2 separate regions of the Gossypium hirsutum genome follow, and region 1 is linked to region 2. Evidence: chromatin contacts called from public Hi-C data. All regions are on one chromosome and are shown on one strand. Each heading gives the region's core, a stretch centred on a gene start, on an enhancer-like site or on the middle of the called end of the contact. The rest is flanking DNA. Distances are from core to core; before and after follow the strand shown.

Region 1 (7,742 bases), core at 2,754-5,253, 230 kb after region 2:
CAAATCCAATTGACCCAAAACAAACACAACTTGGACTTGACACGGAAACTAAAGCCACTCTGAACCCCCAGTTGAGATGTTTAATATTACTGGAATAATGATAGTAAAAGAGAACAAAGAAAAAGTAAAAAGATAACAGACCTTCCATTTTGACATTGCCATCTTTAACCTGGTTCATGTTCGATACTTTCACAACAGTTGCCGATGCTGTGCTGTTACTGCTAGAACGCGCCCCAGACTCTACATCTAAAGTTTTCAGAAACAAAGCAGAGAGGACGAGGATCACAGTGATTAGATTATCAGTGCCCACACTAAATAAATAAAGTATCTCCCAGCAGGGAAAAGAAAAGATATATCAATGCTCACCCGCATTTAAGCCAGACATTATTCGGCCACAATTACTGCCTTCAACTCTGGGTAAATCAATAAAATTCACATAAGAAATGGAACAGATGAACAAAGAGGATACATACAGAGAGGAGAATGGTGGTTATACTTGACTCTTGAAGGTGAAAAAGGGGATTCTTCTTTCACTGAAAGCTCCCCAAGCATAGTTCCTACAAAGCTCACGATAAGTTAATAATGATAAGAAATTTTATTAACAACAGGCATCAATAATAATTAAGTTCACCGTTGTTATGTTCTCTAGAGAGAATTTTTCTACCATGTAAATGCAAGATAGTTTCAAGCGAAAAGGGAAAGAAAATGAATCCAAGGCTTACGACTCATAGCACTTACAAATTTCCCTTCACCAATATCACCAAATAAAAAGGGGGGGGGGGGGGTTGAAGACATATTTAAGATTATAAAAAGGAGAAAACTGAAAACCGACAATAACCTTTCTTGTCCTCAGTATGCCCTTTAGCCATTGCAAGAAGCTCTTTTCTATTTTTTCCAACAACGTGAGACATATCCTTTGAAAAAATCAAGTTGTCAGATCTTTATTATATGCACAGAAAGGCACAACTAATAAGGGATTTGATAGTTCTTATACCGGAAGAGGGAAGAACGGGGACTTCATATAAACATTAGTATAGTGGTCAATGCACTTCTCCTTACTCTTTGTGCCCACATGCTCAGCTACTTCTGCCCAGTTTCCGAGGCCATACATTTCAATTCCCTACAATTAGAAAAAGATAAAATAAAACAAGATTGATTCTCTGATTATTTCACATTTATATGCTGTACGGAACAAATCAAGAAGGACCAAACATAACTTTCTTCACTGCTTTAACTTTGAGTATGAACATAGAAATACCTCTAGAAGCAAAATTTCATCATCTGCATTCCAGTCAGGACAGATAAGGGGAAAAGATAAGTTGTCCTGTTAATCAAAACTCTGTTGTCAGCACTGAATCATAACAAAAACAAAGGTACATAAACAGATATGAGATACAGAAACATGAGCAAAAATGAAGTTCATCAGAAGCTATACATTAACATAAACAACAAAAATGACAATTCAGTATGACATCAGGACAGGAAAAATTGTTTCCTCAAGGCTTTTACTAACCATGACCCTGTAAAGATGGCAGCTTTTATGAGGTGTAACCTCAGCTCCAACAGAAAAGCACTCTATACATAGGTCGAAATCAGGACAAATAGCACATTTGATACGGATTTTTCCTGTGATGTCCTTGTTGCAATAATTGCAGTGGTATAAAGCTCCTTTCCCTTCACTTGTTCCTTGACCTAGCTCCGAAAAGGATATAAGATCAGGAATAGATGGAAAAGGGTCAAAATAGCTCGCAAATGAACAAAGAGAATTGCCTTGTTCTGAAGAACCAAAAGTATTTAGAATACTTAGGGAGGATCAATCATTTTAAAATAATCACAAAATCACCAGCACCATACCATGGGCTCTAGAATCTTGATAACAGCTAATCATAATACTATGTATCTAACAACTTATTAGAACTTTTCCAAATGCAATATATGCATAGCCAATCTGCTTTAGATAGAATTATGGGTCAACTTTTAGCAACTATATCAAGGTCTACAGTAAAGATAGAATATAGCAAAACAGAATATCAACTTTTTTAAGTTTTAGGCAGCAAAGTCTCTACATTCAGAGGGTCTTTACCCTCTAGGTTCTAGAAAAGGTGATTTGCAAGGTTCCAAATATTTAACAATTCCTTTTTCTCATAAAAATAAAATGGCCACTGTTATCTCTTGAAACTGTTGCATTTGTAGCCAAAGACTTGTATCATAATACTAGAAAATGGCCCTTGACACACTCTCCATATGGCTCTGCTATAAATTTCCATTACTAGATGAAAACATTGATATTTTGGTTATCTTATTTTTATCAATTAATTGCATCATAGAAAAGAACTTTTCACTGCAAAATTCATTCTGAGAGGGTTGCATTTTGAAAATCGTAGAAAAGCACCTGAAGAAGAAGATTCTAAATTTTCTCCAGCAGAGGCATTCTTTTTTCTCCTTGATCTGCATAACAAGAAAGGGGTATTTAAATGAAGCAACCCAAAAAAGAGAATCATGAAAACCCCATTAACTGATTATATCACAATATAAAGGGGAAAAAAAGAAGCTGTTAACCAGTTAATAGTTAATTATTACACAAACAAACGGAAGAAGACGTAAACAATCAAAAGGAAAACAAGACAACAATGATTCATCCTTTGCTATCATAATTCATTACAACAAGTGATGTTAGATTCTGAGTATGTAAAATTCACCATAAGAAAGAAACCTCAAAGTTAATGAACTAATAATCCAGTATGATTAAATGGCAGAGTAGATAATCAAATCTATTAAAATAGATAATACCCCTAATCATAGCCCCTGTTTATTTAATCACTTTATATTTCTCAAAATCATCACAATGAATTTGTTATACCGAGTTATGAGCATGCTAGAGCCCAAAAAAGGCTCAAACTCACAAGAGCTCAAGCATCCAACATCACCAACTGTTGACAAAGGCAGCAAACCACCTGGCACAACAAGTAGCTGACAGAGATCAACTACCTTGTCAGAAAATGACTCCAAGCAACCAACAGTTATATGGCTGACAAACTGATCACTAGGCACACCAGGACGCCAACACGGCCAGTTGGACAGCCAATAAGCATGCTTCATGCAGCCCTTCGAACAGTTCAAAGACTAAGCATAAATACCTAAAGTACGACTAGACTTCTCTCTCTACACTCTCATGTCATTATCGTGCTTAAGCTCATACTTCCGTTTCCATCTGATAACACCCTTTAGTAACTTGAGAATTGAGCATTATGGAGCATAAGCTTCGGCGCTCTATCTCACGTTAGGAACCCATATTCTCTAAGCCCCGCTTACCTTCCTCGAAGAGTACCGTCAAGGTCAGTCAATCACCAAAAGAGCATCAACAGTATTATTGCACATAAGTGAACATTTTACAAACAGGTCCTAGTGTTCTTTCTACTAACTAAAAAAAAAGGAGAAACTGAAAATGCAAAAGTTCGAACTCGAACCAACAGTTCTAATTTCTGAAAATAATCTTAGCCCTTCACCATGCAAGCTAAAATGCAGATTTCTGAATGACAAGTTCTTTCTTAAAAAAAAAACATACAAGTTAACATAATAATTCTTCAAAATGAGGAAATTAAAGAAAGAAATGATGACTAACCTCTGGGTAGGATCCTCATCAGCAGAATGAAAATTCCCGCGAGAACGACCCATTGAAAATTTGAAGTACTGAACCCTAGTTTCTCAATGAAGTAAGGAACTTTGACAAAGACCTTTCGGTAAGGAAAAGCAGCTTACAGAAAAAAAAGTTAATGAATTTGATGGGTTTAGCTGAAATTCGTAAAATTCCCAGAAATTTTGAATCTTTATGAGGATTGGGAATTGAACGAATTCAGTTGTTTGTTTATACTAATAATTATAATAATTATTTTACTATATCTGCAATTAAGCATATTGTTTGGCAGTTCGATTTATATACTGCCAATTCCAAACAGCTTTTTTTTGTGTTTTTCTTTCTTAAATTCATTTCTGAAACAAAACCCTTTTATTTATTTTTTTTCTTTAAAAAATATTAATTACCATTTGAGCCTTGAATTTTACAAATATTTTTATTGTTTTGGTACTTAAAATTTTATTTATCTTGTTACTTAAATATCTCATTTTATCTTAAAATTATCAACATCTAATAAAAATATATTATGTTTCAGATTTTTTAAATAAACTGGAAAAACTTTAAATATTAAAATAAAAAATATATATAATTCAAAAGTAAATAGCGAATTAATCCTTAATAGTAAAAGAGACTTGCTCCGGTTGGCTCTAGGTTTTTAATTAATTAATTAATTATTATTTCCTTTTTTAATTACATATTGAATGGCAATTGACATTTTTATTTTCATTTTTTCCTATTATCTTCTATCTAAAGATGATCTGCTCCTATCAAGTGTACCAGAGTACAAATTAAAATTGCGTCCAAAAAGATGGGAAAAAATGTCATGAGACTAGTACTAAAGAGAGGATTAATGTCTTTTCTATTTAATAATAGTAATAATCGAAATAAGATTAGATGTTAACTTGCTATAGTATAGTTCTGGTAAACTTATAGTTTTACTCAAGGGTTTATTTTTTGGTGAGAAAATTTTGAAGTGTTGTTCGTTATATAATTAATCGGCTTCTTAATAATTGAAAGTATTGTATTTTAATGAAAATTTTGTTTGTTACATTCTCCCAAAAGCAGGGGTGAAGCCAAAAAAAATTTTTAGAGGGGTCGGATAAAATTTTAATTTTTTATAGTTTATATCTTTATAATTTGTAAAAAATTAAATCAAATTTTTATAATTTTAGGGAGGTCAAAGTGAAATTTTACCTTTACTAATTTAAAATTTTTAAAAAAATCTAAGGGCTTAAAATATAATTTTATATTTTAGGGGGGTAAGGGCCCATGCCAGCCCCCTGCTACGGCCCTGCCCAAAAGTTAATGTATCATAAATAGTTGCCCGAAATTAAATTTGAAGTATTTTAGTTGGTCAACCTACAAAATTCAAGAGAAAGAAATTAACATCTTGCATGTAATTTAAGTGGTCAACCTACAAAAATTAAAGAGAGAAAAATCAACATCTTGCATATAATTTAAGTGGTGTTGTAGTTGCAAGTGTTTTATATAAAGATCATGTTAATGGTTCAAGTTCTTTCACATATAGGTGAGCTCCACAATTATACATGCATGTTAATACTTTTCACTTGAATCTTGCAGTTCCATCAATCCAAATTCTACGAGCTCTATGAACCAAGTCCCATCAAATAGTTGTAGGATATGACCTCATGGCAGTAAGAGATTACGCAATAAATTTACATCAACATTCGACAAAAGAGTCCTATATATCAACCAGTAGCGTATTTAGACCTATTTTTAGGGGTCTCTAAAATATAAAATTATTATTTAGGCTTTTAAAAATTTTTAAATATTTTAAATTAGTAAAGGTAAAATTATATTTAGCCCCCTAAAAATATAAAAATTTAATTTAATCTTTTAAAAATTATAAAGATATAAGGTATAAAAAATTAAAATTTCATCTGGCTCCCTTAAAAAATTGTTCTGGCTTCACCTCTGATATCGACCAATGTTCAACATAAAAATTTTAAAGAGTAAATTGCACATAACATCATTAAATTATTAATAAGTTTATATTTTAATTATTTAATTTTAAAAGGTTACAAAATATTAATAATTTATTTAAAAATTTTCATTTAAGTCATTGAACTATTCAAAAGTTTTTATTTAAGTCACTTAGCTATTAATTTTTTTTTTAAAAAAAGAAAAACAACATGGCCAACAAGCTTTGAGCGACGATTCAACGATCAATATGGTGGATCAATGTCCATCAATAAGTAGAAGAACATACCTTAAATTCAAATTAATCTAATCGTTAGCGTTGGAGATTGGAAAAGAAAATTATTTGGATTTTGGCTCGCAGATTCATGACATTTAAAGATGTTTAATGAAAAAAATTAAAATAGAAGAGAAGGGGAATGAGAGCTTTTGATTAGTGCAAACAATGTGAATAGAGAAGCCATAGAATATCAATTTTAACAGTTGGGTAACTTAAATGAAAACATTCAAATAGTTTAGAGACCATTTTGTAACTTTTTAAAACCAAGCAACCAAAACATAAACTTACTAATAGTTTAGTTGCCTTAGGTGTAGTTTACCCTATTTTTAAAGATTAAAAGAAATTAGCCATTTCAGGTAAATAGAATAATCAAAAGTGTCTATAAAGTTTCTATACTCTTTGAAAATTTAGAATTTAGTTCTTATACTTTCATTTTCAAGAATTTAATACTGTTATTTTTTAAATTTCAAAATTCAGGTATAAATGTTAACACTGTTAATTTTTTTGTTAAATTCAAATTCATTACAACGTCATTTATTTAATTACATGGCTATCGAGTGAGTATTTTTTATTTCGAAATGTCACACCAACAAATTTAACAGTGTTAGTAGTTGGATTAAATTTTAAAATATGAAAAGTAAAGTGACTAAATTCCTAAAAATAAAAGTACATGGATTAAATTCTAAATTTTTGTAAAGTACATGGACTTTTATGACAAATTTTAATTTATTTTCTTTTCTTATTAACAACACAACCACCAACATGTAACGGAAGAAGATGAGTGAACTGTGAAGACCCATTTAAAGCTAAAAAAACCTAATGTGATTAATGAATGAAGATTTTGATGATTTTTTCCTAGATTACAATAATCAAACTCTCTTTAGTGATAGAATCCAAATTGACCCTATAAATAAGTGGCAAAGGGTCTAGTCCTAGTTGCGGGGTTAACAACTAAATCAAGCATTTCTTCTTCTTTTTCAATCTTTTTACAAATGGAAAAGAAATTGAATGGTGTGTTTTGGTGTGTTGGGGTATTAGGGTTAGTGACAGTGGTTTTAACAGTGCATGCAATCACATGCGAAGAAGCCGTACAAACACTAATGCCATGCGGGGCATACTTGACGACCCCTGCACCCTCACCCACCCTCGCTTGTTGTCAAGCCGTGGCTAGCGTTAATGCATCGGCCAGCACCACTCAGTCACGTAGGGATCTGTGCGAATGTTTCAAAAAGAAGGCCCTAGTTTATGGGGTTGATCCTCAGAAAGCCAAGCAACTTCCTGGTTTGTGTGCTGCTCAAGTTCCTTTTCAGTGTGATCTATCAGTCGATTGTCAGCAGTACGTAGTATTTTTTATTATTTATATACTAGGGTTTATACTTTATCATATGGTATAATTGATAAAAGTATAATAGACATTCTTGTATTAGGAGTTAAATTGCATTTTGCTCTTGTTACTAAAAGAATGGGCAAGTACCTTAGATCAAAGAACTAATTGGTCTTTCTATTAAAAACTCCATCAATTTCTACTATTAAGTGATGATGTGTCACTATACTTGGTTGCTTGAATTAGTCTCCTCATGTAAGCATGAAGTACATGTGGCACATTATGTGTCGCTATTTGAAGCGGTGAAGCCAGAACAAATTTTTAGGGGGCCGAATGAAATTTTAATTTTTTATAATCTATATCTTTATAATTTTTAAAGGATTAAATTAAATTTTTATAATTTTAAAGGGTCAAAGTACAATTTTACCTTTACTAATTTAAAATTTTAAAAAAATTCAATGGCTTAAATAAAAATTTTTCATTTTTGGGGGGGTCAGGGCCCCTGCCAACCACCCTGTATTCGCCTTTGGCTATTTGGTTGCTTTGTCAGAATGACTGGTTTGCTC
Region 2 (7,498 bases), core at 541-3,040:
CTTTTAATAACCCTTTTGAAGGATATAGCCCTCACCAAAACAATGACTAAAATTGATTACTGTTGCCAGTCCCATATAATTCTGTGTCTTAGAGGAAAACTTTTGGGGGTTGATTACGCATACCAGAATACCCCTCAGAGCCTTCCCCAGGACCAAAACCACAATGAAAATTCCAAACTAAGACCAGGCCCAGATATGCTTGTTTGACCCTGTTATACAAAATAGTGGGTGGGTGTTGCAATCCATGAAGGGCAACCTAAATCAAAGATTTGTGATGTACTAACGTACTTGAAGATTTGAACTATGGAACGGGTTATCAATCATTCTTATGCATGGGTGCCATTTTATCACTCATTTACAGCATTCGTTGCACTTATTATTGTGCACAATTCAGATTCAAACTTGAAAAGTAAAATGCCAAGCACGGTCCAGGCTCCGGGCATAGCACACTGCTGTTGATTTAGGCCTGATTCACTGCCTTGAGGAACCATGGTCTTGTCAGAAACATATTTGGAGATCCAATTACTTGACACAATCACAACAGAACATCCTAACCATATTACAATAGATTGAGTTTTTAATAAAAATTGCAAGGCCTGAACATTCATCATATCATCTACCAAATTATGGGAATAAAACATGTCAGAAACCCATTTTGGGAAAAAACATGTAAGTTGGAGACACGTCTACGAACTGGAAAACAACCCTAATTCAACCAATTTTCATGAAATTTGCATTACGACCAACTTCCTCTAACAAAGTGAATTCATCACAGAGGTTCATGATAACCTATTAACCTTTTAAAACCTAAGTAAACAAAAAACTTAACCGTGAATAAACCTCACAGCAGCTAGGAAGCTCACTCGAATTAAGTAATTCAATTGAACTTCAAAACAAAAGACTAAAACCTGCATAGTTTCTTGTACAGATACCTTAATTCAACCAAATTTCTAGAACCTCGCATCTAATTACGAACTAACTTCCTCTAAGAAAGCGATTTCATGAAAGAGGTTTATGACGCCCTATTAAAACCCAAAATCCTAAGGAAAGAAAAGGCTTAAGTGCAAGTAAACCTCACAGGCTAGGAAGCTCGCTCAAATGAAGTAATTCAATTGAACTTTCAAAAAACAAATACGGAAACTTACAAAGTTCTTGTACACATACCCTAATTCAACCAAATTTCATGAAACTCGCATCTAATTAGGAACTAGCTTCCTCTGGGAAAGCAAATTTATAGAAAAGAGGTTCATGATACCCTTTTAAAACCTAAAATACTAAGGAAACACAGAAAAAAAAACAACTTAATCGTGAATAAACCTCACAGCAACTAGGAAGCTCACTCGAATTAAGTAATTCAATTGAACTTTTTTAAGAAAAAAGGAGAAGCATGCGTGCCTTTAAGAGCTTAAGAAGAGCGTCTTTGGAAGAAGGAGGAGAGTGAAGCTTGGATCCCAACTCCTTGAGCTGCTGTTCCAACTTCTGCGCCATTTTCCAATCCGTATATTTTTTCTTATATTTTTTTCTGTTTACAAAAACAAAAAGCAGAAGCTCATGGACTTTCAGACTCGAGAACCATTACCGAGCTGACATGCATACATAGAGATTCAAGGAAGAAACAAAGAAAAAAATTGAATTTTTTTTTTTAGATTTAATAGTTTGGGCCTTTTGCCTTTATATTTTTCTCCCTCCCTCGTTTCTTTTCTTTTTTTCTCTACTCTGGTCTGTGGTTTTTTTCGATTTCGAATACGGACGCGAAATATGAAATTAAAATGAGCTCTAAATACTTACTTAAATTCCGCCCACATGCTGACTTCCATACTTATTTACGTGCTCCGTCTCCTTTTCTGCCTTTGGTTTTTTTGGTTAAATTTTACTATTAGGCCCTGTACTTTTGTGAAAATTATATATTTAGTCCCCATATTATGGATTTAGTCACTTTATTTTTCTAATTGGTCAATTTTAATCCCTATACTTTTAAAATTTTGAAATTTTCATCCTAACTCAAACAATAACAGTTAAATACATTTGTTTAAACTCAATTATTAGCTTAGTACTATGCGTATAGTTATAGATTTGGTTCATATTCTCCAATTAGATCATTTTAAGTCCTTATACTTTTCGAATTTTGAAATTTCAATCTTGACGTAGAATGATAGTTGTTAATCCATCAACAAGATTTTTAGTAAGTAATATGTAGAAATAACAAGTTGACATAGCATTACACATATTATAATATGCTTGGCGTATCAGATTTTGAAAATAGTAGAACTTAATGAATTAACAATTACCGTTTCGTAAGGATCAAAATTTTAAATTTTGAAAAGTACAGGGACTAAATATAACCAAATTAAAGTAGAGAAATAAAATCAATAACTTTTGCAAAGTATAGAGACTGTGGTAGAGTTTAACCTTTTACATATTATAATATGCTTGACGTATCAAATTTTAAAAATTACCGTTTGATAAGGATCAAAATTTTAAATTCTGAAAAGTACAGGGACTAAATATAACCAAATTGAAGTAGAGAGATTAAATCAATAACTTTTGCAAAGTATAGGGACTGTGGTAGAGTTTAACCTTTTCTTTTATATTTTTATGGTTTTTTGTTTTTTGCACTTTTACTTGATTTTACTTTTTTATTTCCGGTTTGCCTCGTTAATTTTTTAGTTTTAAAAATTTTGAATGTATTTTACTTCTAACGGTAAATTATCTCAAAAGTCACTAAATTATTAGTAAATTTATATTTTGTTTACTTAATTTTAAAAAGTTACAAAATGATCATTGAATTATTCGAATATTTTCATGCAAGTCACTGAACTATTTGAAAGTTTTATTCAAGTCACTGGGCTATTAAATTTCTTTTTTAAGTTCAACTAGTGAGCTTCAAGCGACAATTTGAAATTGTATAGTGGATTAGCACCAATCAACAAGTAGAAGAACATAAATTAGATCTAAATTGATCTGTCGGTCAGTGTTAGATATCGAAGAAGAAACCTATGGATTTTGGTTTGTAGATTTGTGACATTCAAAGTTGTTTCATGAAAAAAATTGAATTGTAGAAGAGAATGGGAAGGAGAGCTTTCGATTGATACAAGTTGTGGTAACAAAGAAGATCGTACAACAACAATTTTAATTATCCAGTGACTTATATAAAAACTTGAAAATAGTTCAGTGACCGTTTTATAATTTTTTAAAATTGAGTGACCAAAAAGTAAACTTACTAAAAGTTTAATAAAATGTAGTTTACCCTACTTTTAACTATTATGGTTGAAAAAATTAAATTAGAAGTTAAATCTATTAGATTTTCAATTCTCAATTCAATGAATTCAATCAACTAAATCGAATGGTATAATTTATAATCTATAATTCTATAATGTATATATAAAAGCATGAGTTTGGAAAAACTTTTAAACCGACCAAAATATCATTTATTTTCCATCATATTATTAAATTCACATTTAAAAATAATTATAATATTTAATTTAGAACTATTAGTTTAAAAAGTTGAAACAAAATAGAAGTTGTGTAATCATACATTCAAAAATAATTAGAATTTAAATTATAATTATTAGTTAAAAGGAAATGTGCTAATTTTAAAATAGAATTATTATTTAAATTAAAATCTAAGTATAAAATATAGGGAAAAAATTGTGATAATTATAATTGTAATTTACAATTATTAGTTTAATTTTTTAGGTAAACAAAAATTGTGTTAATTTTATTCATATGAATAGACTTATTACTTGAATAGAATTCTAAACATCTTAAATATCAATTAATTAATATTAAAGTTAATTAGGTTAATTAGTTATTATTTTTAATAATGTTACTTAGCCTTAATTACATAAAGTAAAAATATATTGTATGTTGAATATGGTAAAATGCTTTAATTATCATTTGAAAATTTTCTATTATAATATTTAAATTGATAAGCTAATATATTTTAGTTATACTCAATAATTCAAATAAGAAATATTATTTATGTTAAAAACTGTAATTAAAAATATAATATTTAAAATTTTGATTAAATATTTATTGGTAGAAAAAACTAATTAAATATTTGGTAGAAAAAACTAATTAAATATTTGGTAGAAAAAACTAATTAACTATTAAATGCGCAAAATCACATACAAAACAAATGATATTAAAAGTTAATTGTTTCAAAATTTAACAATAATTTAAAAATTCATAAAATTGAGAAATTATTAAAAAAAAGGAAATTTTATATTTAAAAAATGAAAAATGAAAATAGACCAAAACATAATTAAAAATATCATATTTTTGTTTTTTTTTATTATTAAAAGTTATGTTAGGGATCAACTCGATTAAGTTAAGAACAAGTAAAAATAGCAGAAAATTGAGAAATTGAGTACACAAATTTAACGTCGAAAAACTCCTCCAAAGAGAATAAAAAAACCACGGGCAAAAATAAATTTACAATAATGATAAAAGAACAAAAAGTACAAAAGATGGAGATAAAAAAACTAAACCCTGAAACTCGAAAAAAGTAACTTTTTAAAACGTAAATACAAAATTCTTCAAAAAGTGTTATGAGTTCTAATATTTTAATGGGTGTATTTTCTAAGGTTGTAAAAGAGCCTATTTATATGCTAAATTTGTAGGTCAAATAAATTGTGCTAATAAATGTTAAATATATTATACTAAAAAATAGTAAATCTTCTAGAAAGGAAATATATTTTGCTTAACTTGACTTGTAAGTAATCTCTTATTTAACAGGAATTTGGTTCACACAACCCTAACAATCTCCAACTTAATACGAATTCTCACAACGCCATCTTTGTCAAAACCCGCCATGGCCTATCTTGAACTATGTAGGAAACTAACTGAGTCGAATCTATGCTTAGAAGTTGGAAGACTTCTAGCCTTCGACTTGTGCACTGCCAAATCAAAACTAACCTAGGTCTAATTTTCACGAACACGGTGCCCTAACTTTTCAGAACTTGCATCCAAAAGAGAACCTCTCTTCAACGAAACGGTCATACCTTTTTCCCTCCTATGACCAAGTTCCCTCCTCTCCAAACAAGTTATGTAACACCCTATACCCGTAACCCACGCTGGGGAGGAGTACAAGGCATTACCTAACTTGATCTCATGCATACAACCAATCTCAAGTCACCGAGACTTGATCCAACTTAAAACTTTTTCAATATCTACTTTAAACTTCTTATTATGGGCCTATGAGCTCCAAATCAATCATTTAAAACTATTCGGAACCATTCCGGATCCTTAAATCAACCTTAAGAAATTCGCCTTTAAAATAGGGCACACGCCCGTGAGGAAGAGTAACATGCCCTTGTGACCATTTCGACATGGTCGTGCTGAAGGCCCATGTGGCTCACACAGCCTAAGCACCCTGGGACACGCCTATGTCCCACACCTGTGTAGAATTAATTTCTAATTCACAGCTACAAGGGTTTTCACATGGCTAGACACACACTCGTGTCCCTCACACAGCCACGACACACCTGTGTCCTAGCCCGTGTACAAAAACATAGACATTCTGTTTCTAACGTCAGCATACTCATAATGTCATACGGCCAAGGCACATGCTCATGTGCTGGGCCGTGTCCTCCACACGGCTGAGACATACTGCCTTGTCTCTGCCTGTATGTTTATTACCATGCATACTGACTAGAATTTTTTACGTGCAAGGGACACACGACCGGACCACACGCCCATGGGGCAGACTGTGTGTCACACACAGCCAAGATGCACGCCCGTGTGCCTATCCATGTGGACAATATAAAGCTATTTACCAAGCCTCATTGCCACCCTTATCTACCTATTTTCATACAAAGGCCAACAAATACCAAGACAAGCACAATTTCTATAATCCAATCAACCACATTAGACATTCATTCAACCATGATAAAGCATCTTTTATACATTCAAAATGAATCTTAGCCATCATTCAAAGCTTACTACAAATTGAAGGATTTCCAATCCCAAGCCAACACATTTGGCCAATACTCAAAGACACAAAGTAATAAAGTCTAAGTCCTATACATGCCATATTCAAAAATATAAATCCAACTATACCGAAAGCTTCGATCGATAGTGTGATCGATATCTCTAACTTCTGGAATCCTGGAGTTAGTTAGGCGGCATTATAAGAAAATGGAAAGGAAAGGGAGTAAGTATAAAAGCTTAGTAAGTTGCATATAAGTAAGTACACAACAACAACATTTTATCAATAATCCACATACTCAAGATACCAAGGTAATCATAAGTTTAACTTACTCATTACCATCCATACTAGTCACATATTATTCAATGAGCTCATATCTCATACGTACCAATTAGGTACCTGTACCACTCACAACACAGTTATACTTTCCTCATTAGCTTAAGAACATAACATTCACCATTGAACCATTTGGAACACTACCGGATATTCATTAAGCCTCAAACGTGGGTAAGGTGACCAATGCCATGTCCTAGACATGGTCTTACACTGGCTCATATCTCAAGTCGATGCCATGTCCCAGACATGGTTTTACACTGACTATCATCTCGTAGCCGATGCATGTCCCAGACATGTCTTACACTGGCTTACGTCTCGAGGCAGATGCATGTCCTAGACATGTCTTACACTAGCACTCGTCTCAATGCCGATGCCATGTCCTAGACATGGTCTTACACTAGCTCTCATAATGTGGCCGATGCATGTCCTAGACATGTCTTACACTGGCCAAAAATAACCCGTATGTCATGGCATGAATATCCGATTTCTTTCCTAGGTTCAAATGGGAACTCTATTGTCTCTATTATCATCATACCTTCTGAATTCCACAATCAAGCAATTCATGCTATACTAATTCAAATACAATTCAACACATACATTAGCAATGTAGTTGTACTATTTACATACAACTTACCTCGGATTACAAAACGTACACGACTAATCTGTTTAGTCAATTCACTTGGCTTTTCCCCGGTCTAGGTTCGGATTTGGCAATTCTTGATCTAAAATAGAAAAATGCACTCATTTAATCACTAAATAAAATTAAGCAATTAAAGATTCACATCTTTGGTAAAATGACTGTGTTGCCCCTAAACTTTGGCAAAATGACCATTTTACCCCTATGCTCGAAAAATAATTTTTATCGAATTTCTTCGCATCTTAAGCTTAGCTAAACTCTTTTTACTCTTATAGAAACCCCAAATTCTCTCTATTTCACACATTTATCAATTATTTTAGAACTTGTGCAAAATAGTCCCTTTTGGTGTTTTCATGGTAACACCTTTCACAAAAGTTGTCTATTACCCAACTAAGACTCATATTCTTCCATAAAATTTCAGAAAACACCCTAAATGCTCTCATGGAAAAACCTTATACCTTCAATCATTTTGCAAGATATACCCCTCATTTGAAAGCTCATGCTTCAAGGGTCTCAAAAATTCAAAAATCATCAACAAAGGGTATGGAAATCACTTACTTGTGAGTGCTTCAAGTTGCTGAAAAATTTTAAGCTCT

What was found. A called contact is a pair of places that touch in the nucleus more often than the background predicts.
Region 1: a contact with region 2 is called in a Hi-C map of leaf, with 2.8 times the contacts expected there. The contact joins the promoter of LOC107888982 here to the promoter of LOC107890019 in region 2. A contact is called at or near these places in 7 of 34 Hi-C or Micro-C datasets (callus, hypocotyl, leaf and 1 more).

The regions. Positions count from the first base shown.
Region 1 is chrA09:58,587,902-58,595,643 of Gossypium_hirsutum_v2.1, forward strand. It overlaps LOC107888982 (transcriptional adapter ADA2b), which reads right to left and starts at 4,004. Exons shown (of 13, transcript XM_016813261.2): 1 at 3,623-4,004; 2 at 2,393-2,448; 3 at 1,514-1,692; 4 at 1,259-1,324; 5 at 995-1,120; 6 at 839-914; 7 at 497-557; 8 at 367-413; 9 at 142-246. The coding sequence starts at 3,675. LOC107890253 (non-specific lipid-transfer protein) reads left to right here and starts at 6,797. Exons shown (of 2, transcript XM_041077748.1): 1 at 6,797-7,133. The coding sequence starts at 6,845.
Region 2 is chrA09:58,362,716-58,370,213 of Gossypium_hirsutum_v2.1, forward strand. It overlaps LOC107890019 (sister chromatid cohesion protein PDS5 homolog A), which reads right to left and starts at 1,791. Exons shown (of 33, transcript XM_041077745.1): 1 at 1,396-1,791. The coding sequence starts at 1,488.